4 separate regions of the Mus musculus genome follow, and all the other regions are linked to region 4. The links are chromatin contacts, called in public HiChIP or PLAC-seq and promoter capture Hi-C maps. All regions are on one chromosome and are shown on one strand. The core of a region is the stretch at or near the end of the contact, and the rest is flanking DNA. Distances in the headings are between cores, read along the strand shown.

Region 1 (3,254 bases), core at 253-2,752, 2.0 Mb before region 4:
GGTTTCTCTGTGTAGTCCTGGCTGTCCTGGAACTCACTCTGTAGACCAGGCTGGCCTTGAACTCAGAAATCTGCCTGTCTCTGCCTCCCAAGTGCTGGGATTAAAGGCTTCTTTAGAGTCTCAAGGAATAAGGATAAACAAAGTGACTACTAGCCCCAAATTATCTGTCCTTAACAGAATTCTCCTTTCTGGTTGACTGTTATTAGTTGGTTTATGCTCTTACAAACTCTGCGTGTTGAGTCCTGAGTCCCAAGTAGTTCAGAAAGGGACCACATTTGGACATAGGGTCTTCAGAAAAGGTAATGAAGTTAAAATGAAGTGACTAGCACACGCTCCCATATTGTACAAATTATGTTCTCATTAGAAGAAATGTGGACATAGACAAGGTAAGTGCAGGCACAAGAACATGGTGTCACAAGTCTAGAAAGGAGGCCAGAATAGGTCTACAAAATACTTTCAGTGTATTTCAGATCTCAGAGAAAATGTTTCCTTGTGTTTATGCCATCTGGAATGTGCTACTGTTCTATTGTGACTGCTTTGGTTTGGGTATGGTTGGTGTGTGTACTCAAAAGGTGATGTATGTGGAAGAAGCTATTTTCATTTTTTTTCCCGAGCTATTTTCTAGTATAGTAGGGTAGAGAGGTAAGGAAACCTTTTCAGGGTGAGGTCCAGTGATGGGGCCATGGTCCAGACAAGGGATTAATGTTGTTCTCCTTTAAGTAGATTAATCTCAGAGAAGGTGGGCTACCACAGAAAAGGATGTATGAGCTTTCCTTGGTCTGTTGCTTCTTGGTGTGCTATGGGATCATTTCCTGAAAGGATATCCAACATGGTGCACACGTATCACAAATCGACTAGAAGAGAAAATGCCAACAAACAAAACCAAGGAAAATCATGTCAACAGTGGAGAAGCTCAAGCAAAGCCTTTGTGTTGAAAAGTATCAGATATTGTCTCTTACTAATTACTTAGCATCTGCAGGACTGTGTGTGTGTGTGTGTGTGTGTATGTGTGTGCGCGCTCTGTCTCACAGAACACTTGTGGAAGCCAGAGAACAACGTTCAGAATTGGTTTTTTTCCTTTTACTAAGTGGCTCTAGGTGATTGAACTCAGGTCATCAAACTTAGTAACAAGCACCTTTAAAAAGCGCCTTTACCCGCCAGGCCTCAGTTTTTTTTATTTTGTAAAACTGTCTTGTAATGATTGAGATTACACAATTAAAACACTGTCACGTTCGAAACGACGAACATAAATTTAGTGAAAAATTATATTGCATATTGACATTGTGGAACATAACCGACAAGCTCCGAATTAATTGTATCTTGCGACGCCATTTGCTCTCATCTTGTTTTATTGTTTTATTAGCTCTGTAGCCGGCGCGGTGAAAAGGAACCAAGAAACAATTCCAGCCTTAGAATCTAGCAGAGATAGATACAGGTTACCATGACAACGGCGCGCTCAGACATTTTTCTGACCACGCGACGCTTGGGAGAACAAGGCCTGGGCTGCGTGTTGCGTCATCACTACGCGCTCCGTGGCTTGCCCAGCGCTGCCTTGGAAGGTCCCGGCCAGGCTACCGTCGCCTCCCTCAAAGAATTATTTTGTTCTTGTCCACCTTTGTTCCAACGAGGAGCCTGCCAGGCTGTAAGTGCGTGCGTGCGTGCGGGCGGCGGGCTCCCTTCGGCGGCGCGCCGGCCTGTCAAGCTTCCTCCTCGGCCGGGCCTCGCCGCGTCTACTTCCGGGCGGCGCGCCGCTCCCGCTTCGGCCCTTTGTGTTCCCGCGGCGGAGGCTCGGGCCTCGCGGGCTTTGTGGAGGCGGCGGGCGCTCGGTGCGGGCTGCGTGGCGGGAAGGCGGGCGCGCACCTCTGCGGCCCGGGTGAGGACCTCGTGCGAGGGTCGGCTCGGGCTCGTGGGGTCGCGCGGGCCGGGTCGAGGGCGCGACGGGCATTTGGCCGGGACTGCAATCCGCCGTCCCCGTGTGGCCTAACAAAGCACAGCCGGAACCGGGCTCGGGCATCGGTGCGGCCGGACCCCCTTTCTCTGGGAGCCAAGTGTGGTGGCTTTGTGTGGCTCCTTGTTTTCACCGCCTCATCCCCCTGTTTTTTGTTCCCTCCCTGCAGCTAGTTCATTGAAAGCTGTCAGCCCCCTCAGGGTGGTGGTTCCTCCCAATATGAATCTTTTCAACTTGGACCGTTTTCGCTTTGAGAAAAGGAGTAAGATTGAGGAAGCACCCGAAGCAGCCCCTCAGCCCTCCCAGGCCCGTCCTTCGTCACCAATTTCTCTTAGTGCTGAAGAGGAGAATGCTGAAGGGGAAGGTAGCAGGGCAAACACCCCAGACTCAGATGTAACTGAGAAAACAGGTGAGTTACAATGTTGCACACTGATAACAACCGGAGGTGACAGGCAGGAGGGAATCCACTTTTTTGTTACACTTTAATGTTACACAGATTGATACAGTGTTTCCAGTTTTGTGCATTGAAATCCAGCATTGGGACTGCCATAGCCACCAACTACCTGCCAACCCGAGCCTTACCTCCATTGTCTCACTTGTAGGAGTTCTTGGGATTCAGCATAATGGTGGACGCTGAAAGCCGAGTGTAGAGAATTCTTGGGTCAGAATGGCTACTGAGAGAAGAATGTAGGCAGTTCTAGTAGACTTCAAGGTTATTAATTTAGTTACAGGTTTTCATCCATTCTAATATTTTCATTTTTCGCCCCTTGTTCTGTCTCTTTTGTTTGTTTTGAGGCAGGATCTGACTTTGTGGCCTTGGCGCTTGTGTGAAACCGCGTGGACTGGATGGCTTTGAACTTGTGATCCTTCTGCCTCTGCCTCCCAGTTGCTGGGATTCCAGCCACATGTCACCGCACCTGACATCTTTTCCTGGCTTTTTGAAAGCAGTGTCCCTCCCTGCCTTACCTTCTCCAGTGATTGCAGATGGGGTTTCATGCTTCCCCCAGCACTGATCTTTTCTGCAAGCTAGATGTGACAGATGCTTGAAGATAACATCTAGATCCAAATAAAGGTTAAAGAAATACTCCTTCCACCTAACTTTTTGGAAATCTCCAGAATTCACTTGAATAGTTTGTAACTCTTAGTGAATAAAAAAATTCAAACCAATTGTAGCAGAGCATTATGGATAAGCAGAACTGAGGAGTAAGTTCACATGAGGATTTTGAACAAGGATATGACTCACCATAGCGTGTGGAGGTCAGAGAACACGGTGAGAGGTTGGGTCTCTCTCCATCATGGTTCTCAG
Region 2 (3,178 bases), core at 262-2,761, 1.3 Mb before region 4:
GACACATATCTGCTCAGTTTTATCTTATAGATCCTTCTGCAGAAAGCAGTGCTTTATCTTTTGTTGAACACAGTTGAATGAATTGACTTGGACAACTGACCACAGTATAACCATCTTAGTGTTTATCCTGATGTGTTATCTAGCTTGGAAAGGAAACACTGGAGACACGCAACAAAGAGAGGCAAGATATATTTGGTTTCATGGGCTGAGAGGTTTCGTGGCTCCATCACTTTCATGTCTCATGGCAACACAGAGGCACGTTGATGTAAAGGTAGAGAAAAGCTGCTCACCTTGGCATCCAGGAATCAGAGAAAGATGAAGAGGGACCTTAATGTCCTTTAAGAGAATGCTCATTTAATGACTTACGTTGTCCTATCAGGCTCTATCTTTTAAGTTCTACCAGCTTCCAATAGTAGCACTGGATAATGAATATGTCTATGGATGAATCCATTGACTAGGCTAGAACATTCCTTATACAATCACTTCCCAAAAGTATTCAACACATGAGTTTTGGCGAGACATTACCAAGGACTACATTACAGTCCTTTTAACAGCTACTCTGCTTTCTACTCTGATTTCTATTTTCTGTGATAAAACATTCTGGCCAAAAGGAACTTGGGGAGGAAAGGACTTTTTGGGGGAGAGGACAGGGCAAGAGGCGTATGTTTCCCATCTTGGTCCATCATTGAAAAATGTCAGGGCCAAGAGCTCAAGGCAGGAACTTGGAAGCAGGAGCCAGAACAAAACACTGCTTGCTCCCTATGGCTTGCTCAGCTTGCCTTTTTAAAAGACAACCTAGGACCATGTGACCCAGGGATGTCACCATCTACAATGTGCTAGACCCTCCCATTCCAATCTTTAATCCAGAAAAATGATCCACAGACTTCCTACAGAGCAATCTGATGGGGACATTTTCTCAATTTAAATTCCAGCTTCCCAGAGGGCTCAAGCTTGTGTCAAGTTAACAAAAAAAACCTAACCAGGATAACTGGTCTATTAAGGACTGGTAACCCAGTCTTGTTGAATGGAATGCAAGGCCCGGGGTCTGACTTGAACAAATCTGGTAAGAGGACTTGGTAGTCACAAGCCTTGGAAAGTAATAATCACTTTCCAGAAGGCTCCTCACCATATTACTTAAATACTTATATCCAATTCTCATCTTGAAATAGAGCAGACTCCTTGGCCTCTCCTTAGTTCAACCCTGGAACACTCATCCAGTAAGACTCAAAGGTTTCCCAGACTTTCTGGGTTGGTCTCGGCTGTGGTTAGCAAAAGGCTGTTTTGGAAATGCCAAGGCCTATTTCATTCTGCATCTGAGGAGATGCGGGAACCTCTGCCGAACGCAGAGATGGTGAGGAGGGTCGATGTGGCTACAGGCTCATCCTCATCTCGGAGCTGGAAGCTCCATGGCCTGGGGTTTGAGGCTTCCAGCCGGCGCCACAAACTTTGGGCCAATCAGCGCGGCCCGGTGGCCTGGGCTCCCCACCGCTCCGGCCGCGCCTGCCCCGGCCGAGGAGGGGCCTGGCCGCGGGGAGCCGAGGAGGGAGGTGGGGATTCTGGGAGCCGAGCTCATTTCCTCCTCCCGGCCGCCCCAGGCCCGCACCCCATCTCCACGTGCGGCGCCTCCGGAGCGCGGCCGAGCCACGGAGGATGCTGGGCATGTACGTACCAGACAGGTTCGCCCTGAAGTCGTCCCGGGTCCAGGACGGGATGGGGCTCTACACGGCCCGCCGCGTGCGCAAGGTGGGTGAGCGGCCCGCTCAGGCCGCGCCACGTCCCAGGGCCTGCGGGGAGAACGGGCCTGTAGGGAGCGGGTGTCTGGTTGTCTTTCGCGGCTGTGGCGAGAGGCTCCCATGGGCTGCAGTCTCCCCCAGCCCAGCGCCGGACGGCTCCTGAATTCTGAACAGTTGGCAGCCTGGTCATACCCCTCACTGCTTGTGCAGATGGGCCCTGGCAGCTTGCAGCCCAGTGCAGGCCCGGGAGCCACAGAAGCAGGCCTTCCCGACATTGCCATCCTGGGGGTGGTATCTGGATCTTCGGCCTATTTTCTTTGAGTTTTTGAATTTTATCCTGGCATTGGATCACCTTCCAGAACGGCACAGGCATGGGATCAAGTTAAGCGCAGGTTTCCCTGTCTGTGAGATGACCCACTATAGATGTTGGTTGTTCATTGGAGAGATGTAGAAGACAGGAAACCAGAGCGCTCCAAATCTTAAGTTATAACTTTAGAACATGGTGGCTTGAGCTATTGTGGGTTAGCAGACTTGAAATAGAGGAGTCAGGGCAGAGACATCTAGAGTAAGCAGATCCAAGGTTCACAGAGCAGGGCCAATGCTTGGTACTTTGTCCATATATATCATTTGACTTTACCCCTCAGTACTCTGGGGAACTGTCTTTTAGTTATCATTTAAGAGGTGAGCATAGGAATGCTGCAGTTAACCTGCCAAGTTAACGAATTAAGCTTCAAACCCATGGTTTCTGAAAGGAAAACATATGCTCTTTCTAGAACATTCTGTTATGGAACAACATGTTTATAAACCTTGCCCCTGACACGTTCCCGGCCTCTCCTCGCTGTTTTGATTTTGCCCTGTTAGCAGATACTTAGAAAAGCAGAGGTTCAGAGGGTAGTGTGTGAATGTAGCTCTGGGCTCACAACATGACCTACAAGAAGTTACCATAGGTCAAGTGGTCAAAACAAAACAAAACAACAACAAAAAACAACTCACATATTAAATGTAGACAAACAAAACACAGGAGTTAATACTTCATTCCATTTAGTGATGAGTTGGATAGATATTGCCACATGACGAAATGTCAAAATCAGCAGTCTTGCAAAGCCAAGTATCACCATCATCAAATGACTCCCATGTCCCATTGACATATGCTTCTGTTTAGGTCTTACAGCATGAAAAACCCCTAAATGGACTTTTCCTGAAGGTTTCTGGTGTAACTATAATTAAGAATAATTTTGTGCTCACGAATAGTAGGACACCAGACAGCTGTCCAAAAGTAAGAATTACTGCACAATCCTCCTTCTGCTTTACTCAGACCATTTTTTGGTAGTTGAGCAGGGCATTCTCTTTGACATTTTCATGTCCTTGTGTTGGGAGTACTCGTTGGTGTGGGCTGAAGCATCTTGAGCCATCCTACTGCAGCATTGGTAGGCATTCATCTTCTG
Region 3 (3,410 bases), core at 734-3,233, 1.9 Mb before region 4:
GCTTTGACTGGACCTGATTTGAATAGAGCTGGAGACCTCTGGCATCATGCTGGCCTCATTTTTCCTGGTGACTTCATTTGTGAACTTTCCTCTCCCATGCTGTTGTAAGAATGTCACATAGAGAAAATAGCGTTTACCCCGAAGAGAACAAAAAAGTTTATCTTCTTTCTTAACACTCCAAGGGAAGTCATGCAAAGTTTCTGATTGAGTAGGTAGATATTTGGAAAATAACATGAGCATTTCCTCAGCACATGGCTGAGCAGAAAAGGCCTTGGGCAACACATGAGCTTAAATAGACTTCTAGCCACGGTAAGATTAAATTCTTAGTATTTACTAACCTTGTGGGGAGACATTTCACATAGGTTAATGGTGCTTTTTTAGAAGCAGTCTGTCTTTTGTGCTTCCACTCTATTAGGTTTGTATCAATTTTTACTTTTCATAATATCGATATTTCAGTTGATCATAAGAAATATGTGGGAGTGGTCAACAGGGACACCTTTAATGTAAATATTAATAGAATGTGAATTGTGGTAAGATCACTTAAGTCTGATTAGGCAGTTGTGCTATTTTGATTAAAGTAATAAAGTTAAAAATAGTATAATATTTGTAGTCTGTATGTCTAAAAGATGATAGAAATCCAAAGCCAATTCTCTGGCAGAAAGAGTCATCACCGATGGCTAGTTGCAACCCCAATTTTATAATTTATTTAACACCAGTGGCCTAACTGAACTCTCGCACTTCAATAAAAGATATCTGGAACTCAGAGATACTTGGGGTTCCCTGCCACGTTCTTTTCACATGTCCAGCAATTCTGCAATAGCTTGAGTCTGGAGTACACAACTGGAAGCATCCCTGGTCTTGCCGACAGTCTTAACCCCACCCCACATGTGGTGGACACGGCACACTGTTTGCACCTCTATTTGTGTAGAGTCTGGTATTTTAAAATGCAGGAGCTGGATGCAGAGAGCAGCTGAGGAGCTACTGTTCACAGGACATCTTGTCCATGTTGGACATCTTGCCCATGCTGGCATCTCCTAACAGAAGCCACTGCTCCTAACAACTAGGGGATGGAGCGTACAGGATTTCACGATTTCATAGTGCAAGGGGGGAGGGGAGTTTTAGTTCAGACCTGGACAATTTACTGGTAGGGAGTAAAAAATGTAGATCAAAAAAGAAATAGATGACACTTTATTTGCTAAGTTGCTCATTTCAAACACTGGATGCTTAATTTTGAATCAGTGAACTGGGATCTCTATTTTCTATCAAAAACCCCCAGAGAAATGCCACTTTCGAGGCTTGCTTTATGTTAACACCTGAGCACAGGGAGTAGCTACACTGCTCTTTAGGATTGTTAAGTTCAACCATCTGAACTGAAGTAAATCTTTTAAACTATCTCTACTGTCAAATGGTGAAGGAAGCAATTCTTGGACAAGCATAGACACATTTCAACCAAATATGCCTTAACATGATAGAATGTGATGCAAAAAAAGCCCCCGGACACACACACACACACACACACGCACACACACACACACACACACACACACACACACACACACACAGAGCACGCGCACACTCACATGCATGTGTGTGCACACGTATACAGGGTTGAAGGGGCATAAATGAAAATTTATACTGCTTTACATTCTAAAGAAAGTTACCAAGAGAGTTCTAAAGATGTTATCAAGGATGATCAAGATGGGATTTTCTTTTTCCTTCAGGGGTGGTGATGCTCAGGGAATTTCTAGAAGCTTTTGGATCCACAGCTCTTACAGGTTGTCATCCGATTTCTACGTGACCATGTGTGTATGAAAGCCTGGAGTGAGCTGACGCTGTTAAGATGGAACATATAGACCACCGAACAGTCTCAAGCTGGGGAAGACGGGGAGAATCAAACAGAAAGAAGAAAGAGTTCGTGTCACTTACCTATGCAGAGAGCCTTTCCTGTGCCGTGTCTCCGTGTCTCAGTTCCTGTCTGTACAGTGGTTTCTGTGATGAGTGGCAGTCACAAGACAGCCAGAGGCCACTTCCTCCACCTAAAAGCCTTCCTGCCTTTCTCACATGAGATGCACGAGTCCAAAGTTCAGCCTGTAAAGAGCTCTGGGTAGCTTTTGTCATCATTTCACAAGCTCTCTACATTAGTCCAACGTATTTGCATAAAGAGTAAAGTCGCAGTCACAGGTGCTTGTGTGTACAGATTGCTACAAGCTCTTTATTCTTAGTCTTACACCACAGACTTCTGGGGAATGAGAAAACAAGCCCTGTCACGTTTTCTTACAGAGACAAAAGTGTCTTACTTCATTTCCCAGTCTCCCTGGAGACGCCTTTGCCCCGTGCCTTCTCACCCGCGTCCACCCCCAGCACACGCACCGTTTGCTCACCGTTTGCTCTTCATCATGACGTCCCTCACTGCATGATTTATTTGTTTGGTCCCTGCCCTCACACAAGCAGTGTCTGTAACATCCAGTGCTTCAATGTTCCCTCTTTTGAGCTTTCTCCCTTCTACAGGATTGTTGGACATGTCACATAGACCCTGATCTCTATCTGATGGCTGAACGCTCTTAGCATTTCGGCATGGGTCAGACTTTTAAAGACTACATTTGCATGGTTGCTTGAGTTCTGTTTACACTCATTTCTTGGAAGAGGTCCACAGTTTGAAAGAGTCTTAGTGTACAAGATTCAAATACTCCATGAGAGTACCTTTTTCTAGTAGGAACTCATATCTATCAGCTTTAAATTATAACACAAGTTTAATTTCAGTGATAATATTAGCACAGCTTACTGAAAATGTCCAATAAAATATCTGCCTGTGCATCCTGAAATCTGGAAGTTACCCAATGAGACATTGAAACCACACGGTGCTTTTCATGTCCCCAGAACAATCATACCTAGGGGCAACTCTTTTTTTTTTTTAATTTAATTTTATTTTTATTAGGTATTTTCCTCGTTTACATTTTCAATGCTATCCCAAAAGTCCGCCATACCCACCCCCCCAATCCACTACCCACCCACTCCCCCGTTTTGGCCCTGGGGTTCCCCTGTACTGGGGCATATACAGTTTGCAAGTCCAATGGGCCTCTCTTTGCAGTGATGGCCAACTAGGCCATCTTTTGATACATATGCAGCTATAGTCAAGAGCTCCAGGGTACTGGTTAGTTCATAATGTTGTTCCACCTATAGGGTTGCAGTTCCCTTTAGCTCCTTGGGTAATTTCTCTAGCTCCTCCATTGGGGGCCGTGTGACCCATCCAATAGCTGACTGTGATCATCCACTTCTGTGTTTGCTAGGCCCCGGCATAGTCTCACAAGAGACAGCTATATCTGGGTCTAGGGGCAACTCTTATCAACCATGTCATAAGATCCATTTCAAACGAGCTTCTTTTTACTTTGAAAAAGAAAACAAAAAACCTC
Region 4 (3,012 bases), core at 40-2,539:
GAAAAAAAATACCCAAACTATTGCTATACATTTAAAGTTTCAACAAAGCAATATTTGGCTTATTTGAAAGTAACCTGGCCATCCTAAATTAGCAGTTTTCTTTCTTGCAGTGCTTTGTAGTTTTTGTCCCTTTTGCCTTGGATTTCTCTTTTCTCGCAGCTTCCTTCTTCAGGCTCACCTCTCTCTCCCTCTGCAAAGTCATCTCTGAGCCCTCGTGCAGTTGAACTCGGCCCCTTGACATCAGTTTCTGTAATCCTTGCATCAGCGTGGGGAGTGACTGCTTGAGTAACTACAAAGGTATTTCAAAACTTCAGTGCAATTTGGTTCAGTTATTTCCATTCGGATGCCATCACCGTTCCGGGAGATTAATCACGGGCACCCACTGATCCATGTAGCGACTTTCCCGGCAAAAACAAATAAGTTGACTTAAGGCAGGATCCTTCCATTGTGATGAATGTGGGTTCTGTGAACAGATTTTGAAAAAATTACTTCCCCGGAAAATAATCAGCTTCTGCTACTAATTGTGCTACTTTTGAAAGGGCCAAACCCCGAACATTCTGTTAAAAACAGCATCTAGCATAGTCTAAACACCTGTAACGTGCACGGAACTACACAGAGTTTTGCATATTAACTACCCCATTCTGCATGAGGTTACCATTCTTAAGACCTCCCTTCCAAGCATGTACCCTGGTGGGTCATAAGTAAAAGACTCCTGAAAAGCATTCTCAGGCTGTGTGCACGGTGAGGGCTGCAGGGCAGGCAGCTGCTGAACTCTTATCTTCCCTGACGATGAATAGCACATTTTACTGGCAGCAACAAGTAACCAGGCAGTCACTTCCCTACACAAGTCAGAAGAGAAAGAGTACAAAAACAAAAAACCAGAAGACCTAGACAGCACGGTTCTTTCTGAAAACACTATCAACCCACCACACATTTTTAAGCGGTGGGGAGGAGGGAGCTCGTTTAAACAAACTCAAGAGCAGCAAAGAAAAGAATTCCACTCGGTACACTTCAGAGTATCTATCTATATCCAGGGAATTAATAAGGTCTGTCTCCTACACCACTTCTACCTTTAGCTTTGACAGCAAATGAAGAATGAAGCTAACTTCTTAACGAAGGGTAAACCGGGAATTTATTTGGCTTTATCTAATCTGTTCTGCTCAAAGAATTAGCCACGCGAGGTTGTGCAGAGGTAAGCAGAGGTAGCAGCTGGGCAGCTTGCTGACTCACAGGGATATCTTCCGCCGCTGGAGGCCACCCACGAGCTTAGACACGCTCCGTACCCTATCACAACCCCCGCGAGATCAGCGTTCAGCTCGGACAAGGTCCACCCCAGCAGATTCTGGGCTGCAGCCCCGGGTCTCTTACCGTCACCAGCACACAGTGCAGGTCCGGGGTCTGCGCGGCGCCCCCGCTCTCCGCCGGGCCCGCGTCGTTCTCCAGTAGCAGCAGCTCAGCTAGCCGACCCGGGTTGCTGACCCGCAGGATGTTGATGTCGTTCTCGCAGCAGAACGCACGGATGAGGGTGAAATGGATCTGCAGAGCCACATCCCGGTCGTCGTCTTCGTCAGCAGCCAGCAGGCACAGTACCACGTTATCGGGGTCTCTGCGGGCAGCGGGGCAGCGGTGAGTTGCATACGCTCAGGGGGGCGCGGGGTAGAGGCGGGTGGGTGGGCGAGCGGGGAACGCGGGCCACTTACACGTTGAGCAGCTTGGCAGCCTCGTACACGCCGACCGTAATGGTGCGCTGACTCCGAGCCTTGCTGAGCACTTCCTCCAGGGCATCGCCCACCGTGTCCATCCTGCGGGCGGCAGGGTGAGAGCGGGTCAGCCGGGTCCCCGGACGCGAGGCGGGAGGGGCGGCGGCCACCGAGTCGGCAGGCACACTTACCTTTCGGTCTTCTGCTCTGCAGCCGAGAATTCCTCCAAAGTCATATTGCAAGTGCGAGTCCCTCCCTCGGCGCGCGGGCTGCTCCTGGCCCCCACAGTGCGCGGCGCCGGCTCTGCGCTCGCTCCCACCCTCCCTTCTCCGCTCCGGCCGGCCGGCTGCTCGCCTAGCCTCGCTGGGGAACTCTGCACTGCTGCCTCGGGGCCACTGGAGGACAAAGGGCCCGATTCCGGAGATATGGGGCTAGCCCTCAGCCAACCAGGTCCAGCTTCATTTGCATGCAGTCAGGCCATTGGGTTATGCAAATTAGCAGACGTTGACACCCAGACCCTCGCTCCACCAAAGCAAGGCAGAGTTGAGCGGAAAGGGGCGGAGCTACGCGGGAGGGAGCCCACGGGACGAAGGTGGTGCTGAAACCCGGTTGGTGGGGTCCTGAGCCAGCTCTAGGTAGTTTGTGGAGCCTTCTGGTGCGGAGGGCTTTGCAGTGGTTCAAGTGTCCTCAGCTCTGACTGAAACAGCCTGCCAATTGTTTTTCTGGTTGTGGACATCTTTTGATTGTCGTTTCGTGCCCTTTGTGTTAAGGGGCTGCTTTTTAAATTTTACTTCCAGGGATTAATGCACTCCAGTCTAGCTGTTGTTAGTAAGCATATTTTTAAGTGTCCAGACATGCCGGGCAAAGCTTGCTTCAGTGTTTATATGCAAGTTTCAGGTAAACCTGCTTATTCCCAGTAGTAGTCTTTTGGTGCCCTGATGGCTGGTTTGATTTGGTTTTGGTTGGTTGTGAGAATTTGAAACTCCAGGGAGAAGAAAAAAAAAAAAAAAATCGCATTTGTGTGTAGTGGTGGCACAGTACCAAGTTGGAATCTTTTCCACAAAAAGTTGGTGAAATTTCTGCCTACTCCATGTAAGGTGGGGAGCTGGTGATCGCATGTTTAACGAGCCAAATTCACCGTTCTTAGAATCCTTCCTGAAGAAGGCTCCTTCTGATCAAGTAAGAGCTAAGAGAGAAATTCTGTGGTATTCAGAGGTGCCATCATGGAAATTCGAGGTGCTCACGATGTTCCCTGAGCGTCCCATCACAGGCAGAAGAGTATGACACCACCTTTACTGTCTATGAGCTCACT

Evidence for each region. Promoter capture Hi-C pulls out the DNA fragments that hold promoters and counts their contacts. HiChIP or PLAC-seq counts read pairs in DNA pulled down with a chosen protein or histone mark.
Region 1: a contact with region 4 is called in a promoter capture Hi-C map of pre-B cells, with 5 times the contacts expected there. The contact joins the promoter of Smarcad1 here to the promoter of E230016M11Rik in region 4. A contact is called at or near these places in 5 of 39 promoter capture datasets (the C10 cell line, embryonic stem cells, hippocampal neurons and 2 more), 1 of 115 datasets of contacts at active chromatin or transcription factors (astrocytes) and 2 of 9 other capture datasets (adipose tissue and embryonic stem cells).
Region 2: a promoter capture Hi-C map of stem cell-derived epiblast-like cells shows a contact between it and region 4, with 4 times the contacts expected there. The contact joins the promoter of Prdm5 here to the promoter of E230016M11Rik in region 4. A contact is called at or near these places in 6 of 39 promoter capture datasets (the 3T3-L1 cell line, 3T3-L1-derived adipocytes, cranial neural crest and 2 more) and 1 of 115 datasets of contacts at active chromatin or transcription factors (embryonic stem cells).
Region 3: a contact with region 4 is called in an H3K27ac HiChIP or PLAC-seq map of microglia, with 6 times the contacts expected there. The contact joins the promoter of Hpgds here to the promoter of E230016M11Rik in region 4. A contact is called at or near these places in 4 of 39 promoter capture datasets (cranial neural crest, hippocampal neurons, liver and 1 more), 2 of 115 datasets of contacts at active chromatin or transcription factors (bone marrow-derived macrophages and microglia) and 1 of 9 other capture datasets (macrophages).

What each region holds. Positions count from the first base shown.
Region 1 is chr6:65,041,089-65,044,342 of GRCm38.p6, forward strand. It overlaps Smarcad1 (SWI/SNF-related, matrix-associated actin-dependent regulator of chromatin, subfamily a, containing DEAD/H box 1), which reads left to right and starts at 1,503. Exons shown (of 24, transcript NM_001355250.1): 1 at 1,503-1,642; 2 at 2,118-2,357. The coding sequence starts at 2,168.
Region 2 is chr6:65,777,451-65,780,628 of GRCm38.p6, forward strand. It overlaps Prdm5 (PR domain containing 5), which reads left to right and starts at 1,512. Exons shown (of 15, transcript NM_027547.2): 1 at 1,512-1,743. The coding sequence starts at 1,651.
Region 3 is chr6:65,142,747-65,146,156 of GRCm38.p6, forward strand. It overlaps Hpgds (hematopoietic prostaglandin D synthase), which reads right to left and starts at 1,984. Exons shown (of 6, transcript NM_019455.4): 1 at 1,927-1,984.
Region 4 is chr6:67,035,310-67,038,321 of GRCm38.p6, forward strand. It overlaps E230016M11Rik (RIKEN cDNA E230016M11 gene), which reads left to right and starts at 1,290. Exons shown (of 7, transcript NR_040278.1): 1 at 1,290-1,626. It overlaps Gadd45a (growth arrest and DNA-damage-inducible 45 alpha), which reads right to left and starts at 2,098. Exons shown (of 4, transcript NM_007836.1): 1 at 1,892-2,098; 2 at 1,701-1,802; 3 at 1,369-1,606; 4 at 1-463. The coding sequence starts at 1,935. The coding sequence ends at 350.